2 separate regions of the Zea mays genome follow, and region 2 is linked to region 1. A link is a contact called in public Hi-C data. All regions are on one chromosome and are shown on one strand. Each heading gives the region's core, a stretch centred on a gene start, on an enhancer-like site or on the middle of the called end of the contact. The rest is flanking DNA. Distances are from core to core; before and after follow the strand shown. Region 1 holds the start of LOC103638140 (serine/threonine-protein phosphatase 2A 65 kDa regulatory subunit A). Region 2 holds the start of LOC100277024.

Region 1 (7,481 bases), core at 3,565-6,064:
TGATTAAAGTTCACATCATCTTTTAGGTTTGCTTCTCTTTGGCCCACCTGGGAATGGAAAAACAATGCTTGCCAAAGCTGTTGCATCAGAATCTGAAGCAACATTTTTTAATGTTTCGGCTTCTTCATTGACATCAAAGTGGGTATGTGCTTATCCTTCTCTCTGTGTCATTTTTTTGTGGTGAACAGCCTAAATTAACCCATTTTTCATTGGAGAACAGGTAGGAGAAGCTGAAAAACTTGTCAGGACACTTTTCATGGTTGCAATTGATAGACAACCATCTGTTATTTTTATGGACGAGGTCATGTTGCATGCTCTTTGTACAGTAATCATTTGTAGTGACCTTCTCGGTTCATATTATTCTGAAATTATGTGATAGAATTCTATATTTCTATTCAGGTTTTCTTTGCTTCCATTTTCTCTATATTTTTTTATTGATGGAACCTGTCGTGTGATTTAAAAGTATTCCCTATCAATTAGTCAGAATGGTGACATATCATTAAAGCAGAAGGGTTTGATCATTTGGAAAAAAGTATCAATTATTAGATATGTGAAAACTATAATTTCCATCCACATGTTCTCTATATGTTTTCCACAAAACAATCTATTCGATTAGACATTGCATTCTGCTCTTAGATTTATGCAACATGTTTTTGTTAGCATTTCACTTCTTTTGGTTGAAGGGCAGGCCTGGAGCAGTTGCGAGAGCTGTCAGATCACAGGTTTGAAGTAGTCTTTCCACATTTGCGGGGGAAAGGCTTGCCTCCGTTTATCCCTTCCTCAGACCCCACTCATGTGGGAGCCTCTGGCACTGGGTCTGCCCTTCGCTTCGTTTGTTTGTCCTGTAACTCCTTTGTTTTTTAGTTTGACATTTTTGCTGTCTCATGTTCCAGAAATCTATTTGATACACAAATTGTTTTTTGTGTGATTTTGCAAATAAATCTTTCTGATAGTAGAAGTTCTGGTGAGCAAAAGGATGTATGTATTTTCTATTAGTTCAGTTGCCATGTGATATTCTTACTGTATTGATCTGCATTTACTTAGGTGATTTTATAGATTTATCATATTTGAGTTGTTTTCTTGTAATATTGAAGGCTGACACCTCTTTATGGTGGCTGTTTTTTACTTTGCAGATTGATAGTGTCATGTCTACAAGGTTAGCTAATGAGAATGACTCTAGCAGGCGTCTGAAATCTGAATTTCTTATCCAGTTTGATGGGGTGTCCTCAAACCCAGATGATCTAGTAATTGTTATAGGTTAGCATCTTTATGTTCCTCTAGTTGTTTACCTATGCTTAGCTTTTACTATATGTCTGGATCTAGCTAAATATATGATACATCTTACATGTGCAATTGTAAGTCTAGCTTAAACTCATTGGATCTAGCTAAATATATGATACATCTTACATGTGCAGTTGTAAGTCTAGCTTACGACTCGATAATCCTGAAACCCTCATATTAAAATATTTATTTGCTCCAGTTCTGTTGTTTTGGATTTGATATCCAGTATTTGGCAGTCACTTCAATTTCAATGTAAATGACCCTTAAAACTTCAACTCCTAGTATTTGGTTTCCATTACCTAAGTAACCTTAGCTAGGACATGTGGAAATTTTGCTTTGTATTTTTGCTTCTTGATGTGTCAATTCCGTGCTCCATCATTTCTGAAGCAGTTTTCAGCCATATAGGGCAGGAGCTGTCATCACTAAATTAGTCAAGACGCCACTTTACCTTTTCAGCTTTTTTGGTGACCACTAGTGATTGTTCTTTGCTTTACCGCAATATGACCTTTATTTCTGTCATCTGTATATAGCGGTTGATTTTATAGAAGACAACTCTAGATGAGCTGTGTGCAGTGCACTGTGCACGGATCCTATTTGATAGGGCATTATCTGTATAGGTGTTATTGATTTTTAATGCTGAATTATTCTTTTTTTGTTTTAGACTTTTATCTATATTTTATTGATGCCAATTCTCTGTCCAGGGGCTACTAATAAACCTCAAGAATTGGATGATGCTGTTCTTCGAAGGCTGGTAAGATCTATTCTGACATTTAAATGGTGTGGTGCTGTTTTTTTGTTGAGGACCGGGTGCTAGAGCCCGGGCGGTGGAGGTGGCCTTGGCCTTTCACCAGGTCGGGGGTTCGAACCCCCGATTTCTCACCAAAAAATCCCCTCGCTGCCCCTCGCCCACTCTCGGGGAGCGGCTCGGCTGTGGCCGCCTCAGGCCTGGGGTGGGCCTTTGCAGTGTGGACAACCTGAGACGGCCCGTTAGTGACAGGAGGGCAGGGTTCGGGGGTTTTCTAGGACAGGACCATGGTTCGGGTTCCATCTTTATCAGAAAACCGGGAGGGCGGTCTCCCCGTCCCAGTTTTTTACTGTTTTTTGTTGGGTTCAGAGTTTGTTACGCATGGAAGCTATGCACCTGATTCCTTAAATACCTTTGCCTCAATTTATTGCATTAGCCTTTGTGAGAAATTTTCTGTAACTGAGAATGGAAAAAACGACAGTTAGAGGACTAGTTACAATAGCAACTTGAGTTTGTCAATATTTTTTAGTGAAGTAGATGGCTACTATAAAGGATGATTGATGATGCGACATGCAATTCATTGGTACTGTAGCACCATTATTCTGTTCTGTTACTGTATTAGTCAGTGAATGGGTCAGGAGTTGATAGATTGGCCTTGGGACGATTGATGATTTGCTGCACACTTATTGTCTCATTAATACCCTACTATGTTGCCTTGCTTCTCTATATCTTGAATACCACTGTTTTGATTATCCGATAGGTAAAAAGAATATATGTGCCACTACCTGATCCAAATGTACGAAGGTTACTTCTGAAAAATCAGCTCAAAGGACAATCATTCAAACTGTCGAGTAAGTGCTCCAGTTCCCAGGTTTCTCTTGATAACTGCTTGATCGTAGTGGCTGTATATGTAGGACAGCCTTTTTTTTAAAAAAAAACGTTTGGCACAGTAGCTAACCTGGAACTGGTTCCTGACAGACCATGATTTTGAAAGACTTGCTGTGGAGACCGAAGGTATTGTGTTTCCTTTCGAGTATGTATGGCTGTTCTGAAAACATGGGCTATGTGGTCCTGGTTCCTGACGGTTTTGTTTGTAGGGTATTCTGGAAGTGACCTGAGAGCCTTGTGTGAAGAAGCTGCAATGATGCCAATAAGAGAGCTCGGTCCACAAAATATTCTTACTATCAAAGCAAATCAGGTACGGGTTTTAAACAGTCTGAACATAAAGTTCACTCGTTCTGAGTTTTTTTCACTGTTAAAACAGAAGCTTAAATGGACTTCTAGCTGTAGTATCTTTACAGATAACATACCCTACATAAGTGGTTGTTTCCCAGCGAAACTTTGGAATGTCAGTGTACGAAGCACTTAACCCTCGGTTTCTAATCTCGTATCTCCAGCTGCGACCTTTGAGGTACGAGGACTTCAAGAACGCGATGACGGTGATCAGGCCAAGCTTGCAGAAGAGCAAATGGGACGAGCTGGAGAACTGGAACGAGGAATTCGGTTCGAGCTGACGGAGACGCGCGCTGCCTGATGATGATGATCAAGCGGCCCTATTTCCAGATGTACATGATTTATGTCTCACACACACATGGTGGCTTACACACACACACGCGCCCATCGGCCATCGATGCGTCCTCAGTCTGGACAGCGCGTCTTCAACAGAAGCAGAAGGTACAATATAATGCTGGGAACAGCCCTATATGTATACCCATTGAAATGCCGCTGCCCAAGTTATTTAAAAAAACAAACCTCTAGTGTGTGTTATTATTAGCCTATAGCTGCTCTGGGCCGCCGAGGGCGAAATCGAAGTATCGTCGGGCGTGTTCGGCAGGCTGCAAGCCGACACTGTTGCAGCTGTTTGGACTGCTGCAGCTGCAATCCATAGAGAGAAAAATACTGTAGAAGCCGCAGCCGCAGCCGGATTGCAGCCGCAGCAAGCCGCAGCGAACAAGCCGGTCGTTGTGTAAAAAGAAACACAAAACCTACATGCTTAATGACTCGTATATGTGTTATTATTAGCCCATAGCTGCTCTGGGCCGCCGAGGGCGAAATCGAAGTATCGTCGTTGTGTAAAAAGAAACACAAAACCTACATGCTTAATGACTCGTATATGTGTTATTATTAGCCCATAGCTGCTCTGGGCCGCCGAGGGCGAAATCGAAGTATCGTCGTTGTGTAAAAAGACAAACACAAAACCTACATGCTTAATGACTCGTATATATTTTAACAAACAGTTGAAATTTAGGGTGGTGTCGCTGCAAGCTTGAGGCACGGAGCCGGCTGTCGGCCGATTTGTTGCTCCAGCCCCTAGGCAAACCCCAATAATGACGGGTGCGGACACGTTTGTGTCCAAATTGTTGTGGGGGAGGGGGTTGAAAGGGTGTTTAGGTGTGCTACCAAACGCAGATTAGGCTATTTCTAGCAGTTTACTCATCTTCTATTTCGCCTCTACTCTATAAACAGTAGTCTGTCTACAGTGCAAAAATAATCATTGGACATGGCCCCTTGTCCTGCAACTCAAGAAGCTAAACGTGGCGAGATGCAGGCACTGCTCGACGCGCAGTGCTCTGCCGCCTCTGCGTATTGCCACTTTGCCAGTGAGACGGGTGCTGGGCCTCCATGCCGCCTGAGTTTTTCCTGGGCTCCAACCCCAAGCGAAGTCTCCCTCCCGTCCATAGGACTAACAAGAGCGGATCGTATCTGAGAACGGGTCGACCGCCCTTTCAGGCCCAGGCCCACTTCGCACGCCCCACAGGCCTCGACATCCACTGCGTCCCCTCCTCCCCCGTCGCATTCTGCAGCGCCAGCTCGCTCCTCGCCCCGCCCCCTTCTCTCAGCGGCGACGCCTCGGGCGTTCCTACCCTGCCCCCTCTCCGGACCCCCACGCCGTCGGCGAAGCAGCCGGGCAAGAGCCCGATCCAGACCCCGCGAGGTCAGTTCAGATCCTGCTCCTCTTCTCCCTCCCCCTCCTTCCACAGCTAGATCTGCGCCCCTCACCCCGCTCGCTCGACCACCTCCGATCGCCACGCCCGCACCCTCAATACCGCCGCCGCTGCTACCGTCGTCGGTCTGGAGCTCAGGCCTTCTTCATTCGCGCGTTCACGTGTGGTTCCCCTCCTAGATCTGGGCTGTTGTTTGGTCGATTGCGCTGGTTTTGTAATGATTGCGACGCCCTAGTCTGAGTTCTCTTCTCGCGGATCGGAGGCTGTGTGGCGTTGGTTGCTAGGTACGTCGGTAGCTAGTGATTTGGATCAACCGTTGCTCGTGGTGTGTCGTAGATGAGTAGATCGCGTGTGGCGTCTGTTGCCCGTCTCGTTGTGCGCATCAGCTATTCACCTCGTTTCGTCGTATCGAAATTCGCTCATTTATTCAGGATCCGCGAACGTGCAAATTTAATTCTGGAGCTGAATATGTCGTTACATAGATCAGATTTCAGAAACATCTTCTCCATGCCGCCTGAGTGAGAATGAAAAGCAAACAAACAAGAGGAAATCTATAAATAGAACCCCCTGGGGACCCCAAACGACCAGATCAATTCATGCCAAATTTTACTTGGAGCATTTGCCTGAACTTGATTCAATTTCTCAGAATGCTCGGATGCCAAGTGATGTTGTTTCTTTCCTGGAACCATATTTAATAGGCATCTTTGCGGGGCATTTTTTTTTTTTGCTGGATCAACCAATTATTATCGTTTGAACTGAAGGCCATGTCATTTTTAATTGGGTAGTTGAGACTCACCTCCATAGATGATGTTATGGAATATTTGACTCTTCGAAGTAATCTGTGATGTTCTACTTGTCAACATGAATTTGTTAATTTTATTTGGATCATGTGTATGACAGTAGTATTCTTGTGTTGTTCAAGAAAGCCAATCCCAGGGAACTTTTAGTTATATAAGTTTGCAATAGTTTGGTGCATCTATTTCTTTGGTTATGGCATCAGAGATCTTTTTTTTTGTATATTTTAACCAAACGTTTGTTTCTATTCTGCTTCTATTTGTCTAGAGCATCTCTAACGGTGCCTTAAATCAGTGCACTATTTTGAAATATAGGGCTCAACTCATAAAAACAGCTCCAACAGTGCCTATTTTACAATCTTTTACGAAAAAATATAGGGCACACCATGAAGTGACCCAAATATATTACACCCCAGATTAGTGTCCTATCCTTAATCTTAAAACTCGACCTGCGGGGGGTAAGACAGCCCCCGGGCATTGTATTAAGAAGACCTTCTCACACAGGTCGAGAAAACCCCCGAACCCTTGCCCCACCCATACACAGCGGCATCGAAGCCCATGTGAGAACGACCACGGCCGGGGCTGAGCCCTAGACCTGTGCTTTGGCGTGGGACAAACGAGGGGATTTTTTTAACCACAACCTGAAATTCGCTCCCACGGGGGAGTCGAACCCAGGACCTGAGGAGTGCTACTCAGACCACCTAACCAACTCAGCTAGAGGCCCTTTCACGTCCTATCCTTAATCTTTTCTTTCCTAATAATGTAATGTAATTTATTTACTAAAATATATGATTTAGGGCTTAACTGTTGGAGTCCAAGTTGTTGTTAGTGCCCTAAATACTTTAAATGATGTAGCATTTTAATTTTTGGGGTAGTTGTCAGGACCTAAGGAGGCCCACAGAGGGGCTGCGGTAGCAGCAGCCATGGGCCCTAAGGGGGATTAGATAAGGATAGTTAGAGATAAGATTAGAAGATTAGTTGAGATTATCTAGGAAGGTTATCAGTTAATAGTTTGTTGAGAGTTTTTAGGAGATAAGGATCTCTAGCTAGATAGGGGCAGCCAACCGGCCTATTTATGTAATCAATGGATGAGAAATAAAGCAGACAAGAATTAGAAGGGAGAAACCCTCCTCTTGCTCGGCCGTGGGTAGAGGCCCCCGGCCGACATTCCTGCCCATCGATACCCCCTCTCCAATCCCTCACCGATCTAGCGACCATAACAGTAGTGTTTCGAGCCATATTGTTGGAGATGCTCTTATGCAGCCAAAGTTGTGTTAAAGTTTTTTTTTCTTGGGAATTTATATAATTACAAAGCTTCTAATGCTGTGTCCTCATTTACCAATTCAGCAATCCTTGATATACCTGATGGCTATGATTGATGAGCCTCTGTACCCAATTGCTGTACTGATTGATGAGCTTAAGAATGAGGACATCCAGTTGCGTCTAAACTCCATTAGAAGACTTTCGACAATTGCACGGGCTCTTGGAGAAGAAAGAACCAGGAAGGAGCTGATTCCCTTTCTTAGTGAAAACAATGACGATGAAGATGAGGTGCTTCTTGCAATGGCTGAGGAATTGGGTGTGTTCATTCCTTATGTTGGGGGTGTAGAACATGCTCATGTTTTGCTTCCCCCTTTGGAAACATTGTGTACAGTAGAAGAAACTTGTGTCCGTGATAAGGCAGTTGAATCTCTGTGCCGTATTGGTGCACAAATG
Region 2 (7,481 bases), core at 1,974-4,473, 200 kb before region 1:
TCGACGCCATGTTTCGCAACTTCGTCCAAGGTGATCTCTCGATGACTGAGTACTGCCGCAAGATGAAGGCGATGGCGAACTCCCTCGGCGATCTTGACTGCCCGGTCTCGGACCGGAACCTCGTCCTCAATGTTCTTCGCGGCCTCAACAAGAAGTATGAGCATCTTCGGGCGATCATCACACGCAGTCCTCCCTTCCCGAGTTTTCTTAAACTCCGGGATGATCTGGTCCTCGAGGAACTACAACTTGGGCCAGACACGACTTCAGCACCACCTCAGGCCTTCTACTCAACAACTCCCAGCCACCTTCCTCCTCTCGCCCCCCTGGCAGTGGCGGCCAGGGACAGGGACGTGGTCGTGGCCGCGGCCGTGGGAAGGGTGGTCGGGGTTCTGGTGCTAACCATCACAGGCAGGGAGGGCACCCTGCTGGTCCTGCGCGCAACCAGGCTAATGGCAGCACCTCGGCGATAGGTGCGCCGGCAACCTGGCCCTCCCTCTACAACCCATGGACTGGGACGATCTCCATGTACCTCGGTCCAACTATGGGTGAACTGCAGCAGCCCTCACGCCCCCAACAACAGCAGGTGTTCCTCACTGCTCCGGGCTAGCCCGTGGGTCTATCTCAGCATACCACCCCACTGGCGCCCATCCCTGTTTTGGCGCAGCTGTATGCTGCCCAGCAGCAACATCAGCTGCAGCAGCAGGCGCAGGCTGCGTATGGGGCGCAACAGCAACAACAGGTTGCCCAAACACCCTGGAACCCGTGGAAGGGTACCTGGGATCAGCAGTCGCTGGCCTCTTTCTTCAACACGATGACTCTTCAGCAGCCCCAATCCATCACCGAGTGGATTGCTGACTCCGGGGCCTCCAACCATACGACCCTGGACTCTGGTAACATCTCCCGTTTTCGTTCTCCAACTTCTAATATTCCTTCATCCATAGTTGTTGGAAACGGGTCTAGTCTGCCGGTCACCTCTGTAGGAGATACGGTGCTTTCTGGCCAGTTTTATCTTAATAATGTTCTTGTTACACCTGATATCATTAAAAATCTTCTTTCTGTCCGTCAGTTTACGACTGATAATAATTGTTCCATGGAATTTGACCCGTTTGGCCTTTCTGTGAAGGATCTCAGTTCTAGGAACACAATCCTTAGGTGCAACAGCTCTGGGTCCCTGTACACCATCAGTCTTCCTACTGCGCGTGCTCCTCCAGCCACTACACACTACGGCCTTGCTGCTGTTACTACTCCTGCGTCCCTATGGCACCAACGTCTTGGTCATCCTGGCCCTGACGTGCTTGCTAAGCTTTCTAGTATTGTTGTTGTTTCATGTAATAAGCCCAAACATGTACTTATCTGCCATGCTTGCCAGTTAGGTCGGCACACTAGGCTTCCGTTTGCGCAGTCCATGTCGCGTGCTACTCAGTGTTTTGATTTAGTTCATTTGTATAGGCCTTGTGTGTGTGTGGGGGGGGGGGGGGGGGGGGGGGGGCAGGCTGTCATCTGCGTATGTACAGGCCCGGCCCATAGGTGCTGCGCCACCTCTGTTGGGAGGTTTTTCCCCCTGTCCTGCCGCCATCCTCCTGTAGGCGGCAGCCCTAGGGTTTCCTCCCCTCCTGTCTGCCTATATATGTTGACCCTTGGGGTCCTATCAATACACAATAATCATAGGCGACTATCCCTGTCCAACACTTCAGACTATGATGGCACGTGTAACATTCCGTCCCAAAAGCAACGTCATCACAAACTAGTGAACTACACATGTGTCAGGTGTGCTTCAGCCTAAATATTCATAAGCAAAGGCTGAGCCACATCGACCCGAAGCACCCATGTACCTCTGCTCGTTTGCTCCTCACCAGTATGTAGTGCCTTATCAATTGTAAATAAAGGGGGAAAGGAAAAGTACAATCACATATGTATATGCTTATTAACAGGAGTCTAGGAGAAATACCTCAAGCTACTATAAGGGAGTGTTTGGTTTCTAGGGACTAATTTTTAGGCACTGTTTGGTTAGATGGACTAATCTTTAGTCCCTATGTTGCCAAACAAAAGGACTAAAATAGGGACTAATTGGCTTTAGTCTCTAGTCCCTCACATGGGTGCTAAAAGGACAACATTTACTCCAATTGCTCTTGACTAGAAAACTAGCGTCATACACAGAAAACAAGAAAAGGGGTATTTTGGTTTTTATGTGTTGAATTTAATGTATTTAGAATCTGTTTAGTCCTTACAACCAAACAGGGTAGTCCTTAGACTAAACTTTAGTCCTAGAACTAATGGAACCAAATGGGGCCTTAGTACATCTATTTTATTCAATTTAAGTCCCTAAATTAACAAATACGCTGTATTTGGCAATTTAAGGACTAAAATAGAAAAAAAAAATAAGTGACTAAAAATTAGTCCCTACACCCCCTCAATCAAACTCCGATAAGACAATTTGGACTGCCCAGACCATTATTGTTAGTCCTAAATGACCACACGACAATAGCACAGTAGCAGCAACATTCCAAGCAATCACCTTGGTTTTGGTTTCCTCGTCCACGATATCAGCCTTGAACTTGAGAAAGCCCACCCGTTTCCCGAACATGTCAACGCCCTGCATCGCAGATCCAGACGCAATCGAGCGCAAATTGAGAAACGTCATCCAATCAATCAATCACAGAGCACAACAACAATTCGACGAGCCAGCAGCAGAAACGCATATCACCTGGATGAGAACCCGCGTGAGGCTCAGCCTCCCGTAGGTGAGGACGCCCTTCTCCGACTGCAGGTTCCGCAGCCACTGCTTGAACAGCGACGACTCCACCGCGTTCCTGCGCTTATCAGAGCCCACAGCCAGCAAACGCGTGAGCGAGCTTTCCATCAGACGGGACCGGAGAAGGGGACCACAGACGCTGACCTGAAGTCAGCCTCGGGGAGCCCCGGCGCGCCCACGACGAGGACAGGGGCCCCGGCGCCGGGCACATCGACGGTAGCGCTGGGCAGGGCCGCGGCAGAGCCGTCCGACGAGGCCATGCGTACGCTGCGGCGGCAGGAAGCTGCTCGTGTGGTAGCGGGAGGGGAAGGGAGAGGAAGAAGCGGCAGTGGCGACCAGCGGCGGAAGCGAAGGAGGCACTGCGCACGAGCAATCGCGGCCTCCGATGCCATCGGGCCAGCGAGTTTCCAGAAGCTTCGTTCACGTAGAGCAATTACCAATCTCGATGGGCCGGCGGAAAGTGATCCCAACGAGCATGCACGTGGAGCAAAAGCCTTGTGAGGTTAAAAGCTCGGGCAGGCCCACGTGTAGCTTTTAAGCCCACATGGCTTTTTGCCTAGCCCATTTTAAGCACAACGCTACTGCCCTCGTTTCGTCTCGTCTCTCCCACCAAGCCGCAACACAGCGCAGACGGCGGCGGCTGCTAGCCTGCAACGAACAAACCAGCGAGCGAGCGGGCGGAGGAGGAGATGCCGGGAAAGGGGCAGCGGCGGAGGGAGAAGAACTTCCGGGCGGCGCACGGCGGGGTACCGTGCCTGCCCCCGCCGCCAAAGCAGAGGGAGCTCGAGGCCATCCCGACTAAACTCCGCCGCCTCATCGCCTTCCAGAACAAGCACAACGCCAATGCTGACGCGTCCTCAGGTGCTGCAATTAGACCATAGATGGTCTGCCCAATCTCCTGTTCTGCTCCCTGACCTGACATTGTGCTCGTGGTGGTGGTGTGGTGATGATTGCTGCACAGGAGGTGCTCCCAAGAAGCAAGACGATGGGTTAAGGAAGAACAAGCTAGCAACAGACAAGGCAAAGGACAAGGTAGTTCCTGGGTAGAGTAAGAGTAAAATTCGGCCCTGCTTGTCCTCAGCCCCGCACTTCACTGCAGTTTACTTGATTCATACCATGTGTTGTTGTGGTTCATGGTTGCCTGCCAGTTGTCTGTGCAATAGATGCTGTTAAGAATGTGATGCGCTAACTTCTTCGCGTTTTTTTATCTTCAATTCAATTTTTATGGTGTTCATGTAGAAAACCAAGAAGCAGGCATTGGTGGTTCCTGCTGATAGCAAAGCATCAGATATTAAAGGTAATGATAAACGTTCAGCTGCCAATGAGGATGTGAATGCAGAGGGAAGTAAGGGGAAGAGAAAGAGGGGAAATGTTAAGGACCTTCGTTTCGAGGAACTGGACAAGAACATCTCAGCCTCGAAGAAGCAGAGGAGGAAGCAGTGAGTTCTCTAGTACTGCAGCTACTGCCCTTATGCATTTGATCTAAACTCCGTTGTTATGTCATTATTAGTAGGAGATGTAAACAATAGTGACATGCCCTTCCATGAACTTAGGCACCTGGATGAGAAGAAAAAGAAGCGCAAGGACAATAAGACAGAAACTCTACCAGACTTTCCTGGGCGCGAGAAAGTCAAATTTGGTGAAGTTGTTGTGGCTCCACCAAAATTGTCATTCCCGAAGGTAGTTACTTCTCCACATGGCTCTACATGAATCCTTTTGTGCGATCTGTATTCTGGATTACACATCGATGGTTCTATACTTCTATAGGTGAAGAGTGCTTCAGATGCTTCTCGCGAGATGCTGAGGAAAGAGGCAATTGAGAATTACAGATATATCAAAGGCTGGACATCGAGGCCTGGACTGCAGCTTCCAACGCTAGCAGAATCACAATAGATATTTTCTCTGTTTATCGTTGTCAAACTTACTCTGTTTATATCAGAGAAGTTTAGAGTATCAATTGTGTAATTTGTACTCTCATGTAGGCAATTCCGAACAAATATTCCTGTCTGGATTTCCTCTCTTCTTTTGTGTGTTTGTTTTTCCAATTGGATCATTGTTGTGCTCTTGCCAATAGGGTATTATGTGATTAAGAAAGAAAATGCTGACTGTTTGATCAGTGGCTTGGATTTTGGAAAATTGCCCATATTTGGTTCAAGTCCATTCTTTGATGTGGCAATTGGAGCATAATCAACTAATATTTCAGGATATCTATACTCAGTGAGTTTTTCTTCCAACCTCCCCAATGTATAGTTGTGGAATATGTACATGTCTTCAACAGTAACAAAGGATTAAAAAAATATTGTTTTGGCATTTCAAGTTGAACGTGTGTATGCATACAACTGGAGCCCTTTATCCATGTGGAGGGTAGACATTGTTTTGTATGTAGCATCCTTGGATTCATCTGAAGAAGTGTATCACAGTATCAGGGTGGCTACCATTATCTTCATCTGCCTATATGCAAACTCCTTCCCCAAGCAGATGCGGGGTCTCGCCTCATCATTGAAGAAATATTTGTTAAACGCAAATGGTTGTTGTCGGTACCCTGAAACAGGGTACCCCTTACTACAGTATGAAGACGCGGTGCCCACGCGACTATCTCTAGTCGCGTAGTGAGCAGCATCCGACCTCACCACGTGGACGGCTCTGGGGCCGCCACGTAGCCAGAGAAGACAATATACTCCAAGGTAACAACAGTGGGTCCGGACCCCATGAGAAAGTATCGGACCCCTGTATATGCAGACCGGACCTCCGGATAAGGTCCAGGACCTCCATGGGTGCAGACCGGACCCTCCGGATGGGGTCTGGACCCCTCTGCGTGGGGTCCGGGCCACTCACAGCATGGTCCCGGGATTCTGGGACAAAGAATACCCAGGCCTTAATCAAGGCCAGGTGGGGTTCCGGAGCCGACACGTGTCCGGACTGAAAGGGAAATAAGGTAAAACCTTTTCCTAAATGATTTTGGTGGTTGAATTGCCCAACACAAATAATTGGACTAACTAGTTTGCTCTAGATTATAAGTTCTACAAGTGTCAAAGGTTCGACACAAACCAATAAAAAGTTAAAGTTAGGGTTCAAAAAGAAAGGAGCAAAACCAACCGAAGGCTGCCCTGGTCTGGCACACCGGACTGTCCGGTGTACCACCGGACAGTGTCCAGTGCTCCAGGGATATCAACTCTGAACTGCTCAGCTTCGGGTTTTTGGAGAGCCACTCCGCTATAATTCACCGGACTGTCCGGTGTGCCATGCGGAGCAACGACTACTGCGCCAATGGTCGTCTGCAAAAGTGAATAGTGAATGTGAACAGTGCGCGGACAGCGCACACAGAGTCAGAGCAGCGCCAGAAGGCGCACCGAACAGTAAACAGTGACTGTCCGGTGCGGCACCGGACTGTTCAGTGCCCCAATCTGTCAGAGCTCCAACGGTCGAACCCTAATGGTTGGGTGACGTGGCTGGCGCACCGGACAGTATCCGGTACGCCCCATCGACAGCCAGCCTCCCCAACGGTTATTTTAGTGGGTGGGGCTATAAATACCCCCAACCACCACCACTTCAAGGCATCCAAGTTTTCAGTCATTGCATTCAATACAAGAGCTCTATACTTCACTCCAAGACACAAAACAAAAGATCAAATCCTCTCTAAGTCCCAAACTTATTCCGAAGACTTAGCGGCTTGTGAGAGAGAGACATTTGTGTTCATTTGAGTTCTTATCGCTTGGATCGCTTTTCTTCTTCCTCCATTCTTGTTCTCAAGCAACTTGTAATCAAGCAAGAGACACCAAGTTGTGGTGGTCCTTGTAAGGGGTCTAAGTGACCCGTTGATTAAGGAGAAAAGCTCACTCGGTCTAGGTGACCGTTTGAGAGAGAGAAAGGGTTAAAAGAGACCCAGTCTTTATGACCACCTCAACGGGGAGTAGGTTTGCAAGAATCGAACCTCGGTAAAACAAATCACTGTGTCATCCGCTTTCATTTGCTTGTGATTTGTTTTTCGCCCTCTCTTTCGGACGCGATTATAATTCTAACGTTAACCCATCTTGTAGATTGTGTTTAAAGTTTATAAAATTCAGATTTGCCTATTCACCCCCCCTCTAGGCGACTTTCAATTGGTATCAGAGCCCGGTACCTCATTAGAGTCTAACCACTCGAAGTGATGTCGGGAGCATCCGCCAAGAGGGAGATCGGGACCGGCGACAAGTCCGCAAGCTCGGAAGAACACACTCGAGAGAGTCCGGCCACAAGCACAAGGAGGAATCCTCTTCCTCCTTCAAGCCAGATGGGACACCAGTCTTGTTCCCCGTAGCCTGAGCTAGCTAGGGGTAGGGTAATGATGATCCCCCCTGTGGCGTGGTCGGTCCGAGCCCAAGGTCGGGCGAGGCGGAAACTCCTCCGAGGTCGAGGTTGAGGCCGAGCGAGGACGTGATTCCGCCCGAGGTCGAGGTCGAGGCCGAGCCCTAGGGTCGGGCGAGGCGGAGTCCATCTTCCGAGGCCGAGGAGGGGGCCGAGCCCTGGGGTCGGGCGAGGCGGAGTCCATCTTTCGAGGCCGAGTCGGGGGCCGAGCCCTGGGGTCGGGTGAGGCGGAGTCCATCTTCCGAGGCCGAGGCGGGGGCCGAGCCTTGGGGTCGGGCGAGGCAGAGACTTCTCCTGAGGCTGAGGCCCAAGGTCGGGCGAGGCGGAGCTTCCTGTGGCGCCTGGGGCTGGACTCAGCTGCTGTCAGTCTCACCTTGGTGGGTGG

What was found. Hi-C and Micro-C count contacts between places; a contact is called where the count stands out from the background.
Region 2: a Hi-C map of tassel shows a contact between it and region 1, with 4 times the contacts expected there. The contact joins the promoter of LOC100277024 here to the promoter of LOC103638140 in region 1. A contact is called at or near these places in 4 of 25 Hi-C or Micro-C datasets (ear, endosperm, leaf and 1 more).

What each region holds. Positions count from the first base shown.
Region 1 is chr9:26,082,489-26,089,969 of Zm-B73-REFERENCE-NAM-5.0, reverse strand. LOC103638140 (serine/threonine-protein phosphatase 2A 65 kDa regulatory subunit A) reads left to right here and starts at 4,814. Exons shown (of 13, transcript NM_001347218.1): 1 at 4,814-4,961; 2 at 7,113-7,481. The coding sequence starts at 7,131. It overlaps LOC100273408 (AAA-type ATPase family protein), which reads left to right. Exons shown (of 13, transcript NM_001147845.1): 6 at 27-142; 7 at 221-301; 8 at 1,134-1,257; 9 at 1,983-2,032; 10 at 2,787-2,877; 11 at 3,005-3,040; 12 at 3,124-3,224; 13 at 3,424-3,774. The coding sequence ends at 3,540.
Region 2 is chr9:26,280,580-26,288,060 of Zm-B73-REFERENCE-NAM-5.0, reverse strand. It overlaps LOC100277024, which reads right to left and starts at 3,223. Exons shown (of 7, transcript NM_001407164.1): 1 at 2,897-3,223; 2 at 2,705-2,810; 3 at 2,516-2,593. The coding sequence starts at 3,144. LOC100276116 reads left to right here and starts at 3,350. Exons shown (of 5, transcript NM_001149985.3): 1 at 3,350-3,613; 2 at 3,714-3,784; 3 at 3,992-4,191; 4 at 4,306-4,432; 5 at 4,520-4,993. The coding sequence starts at 3,442. The coding sequence ends at 4,645.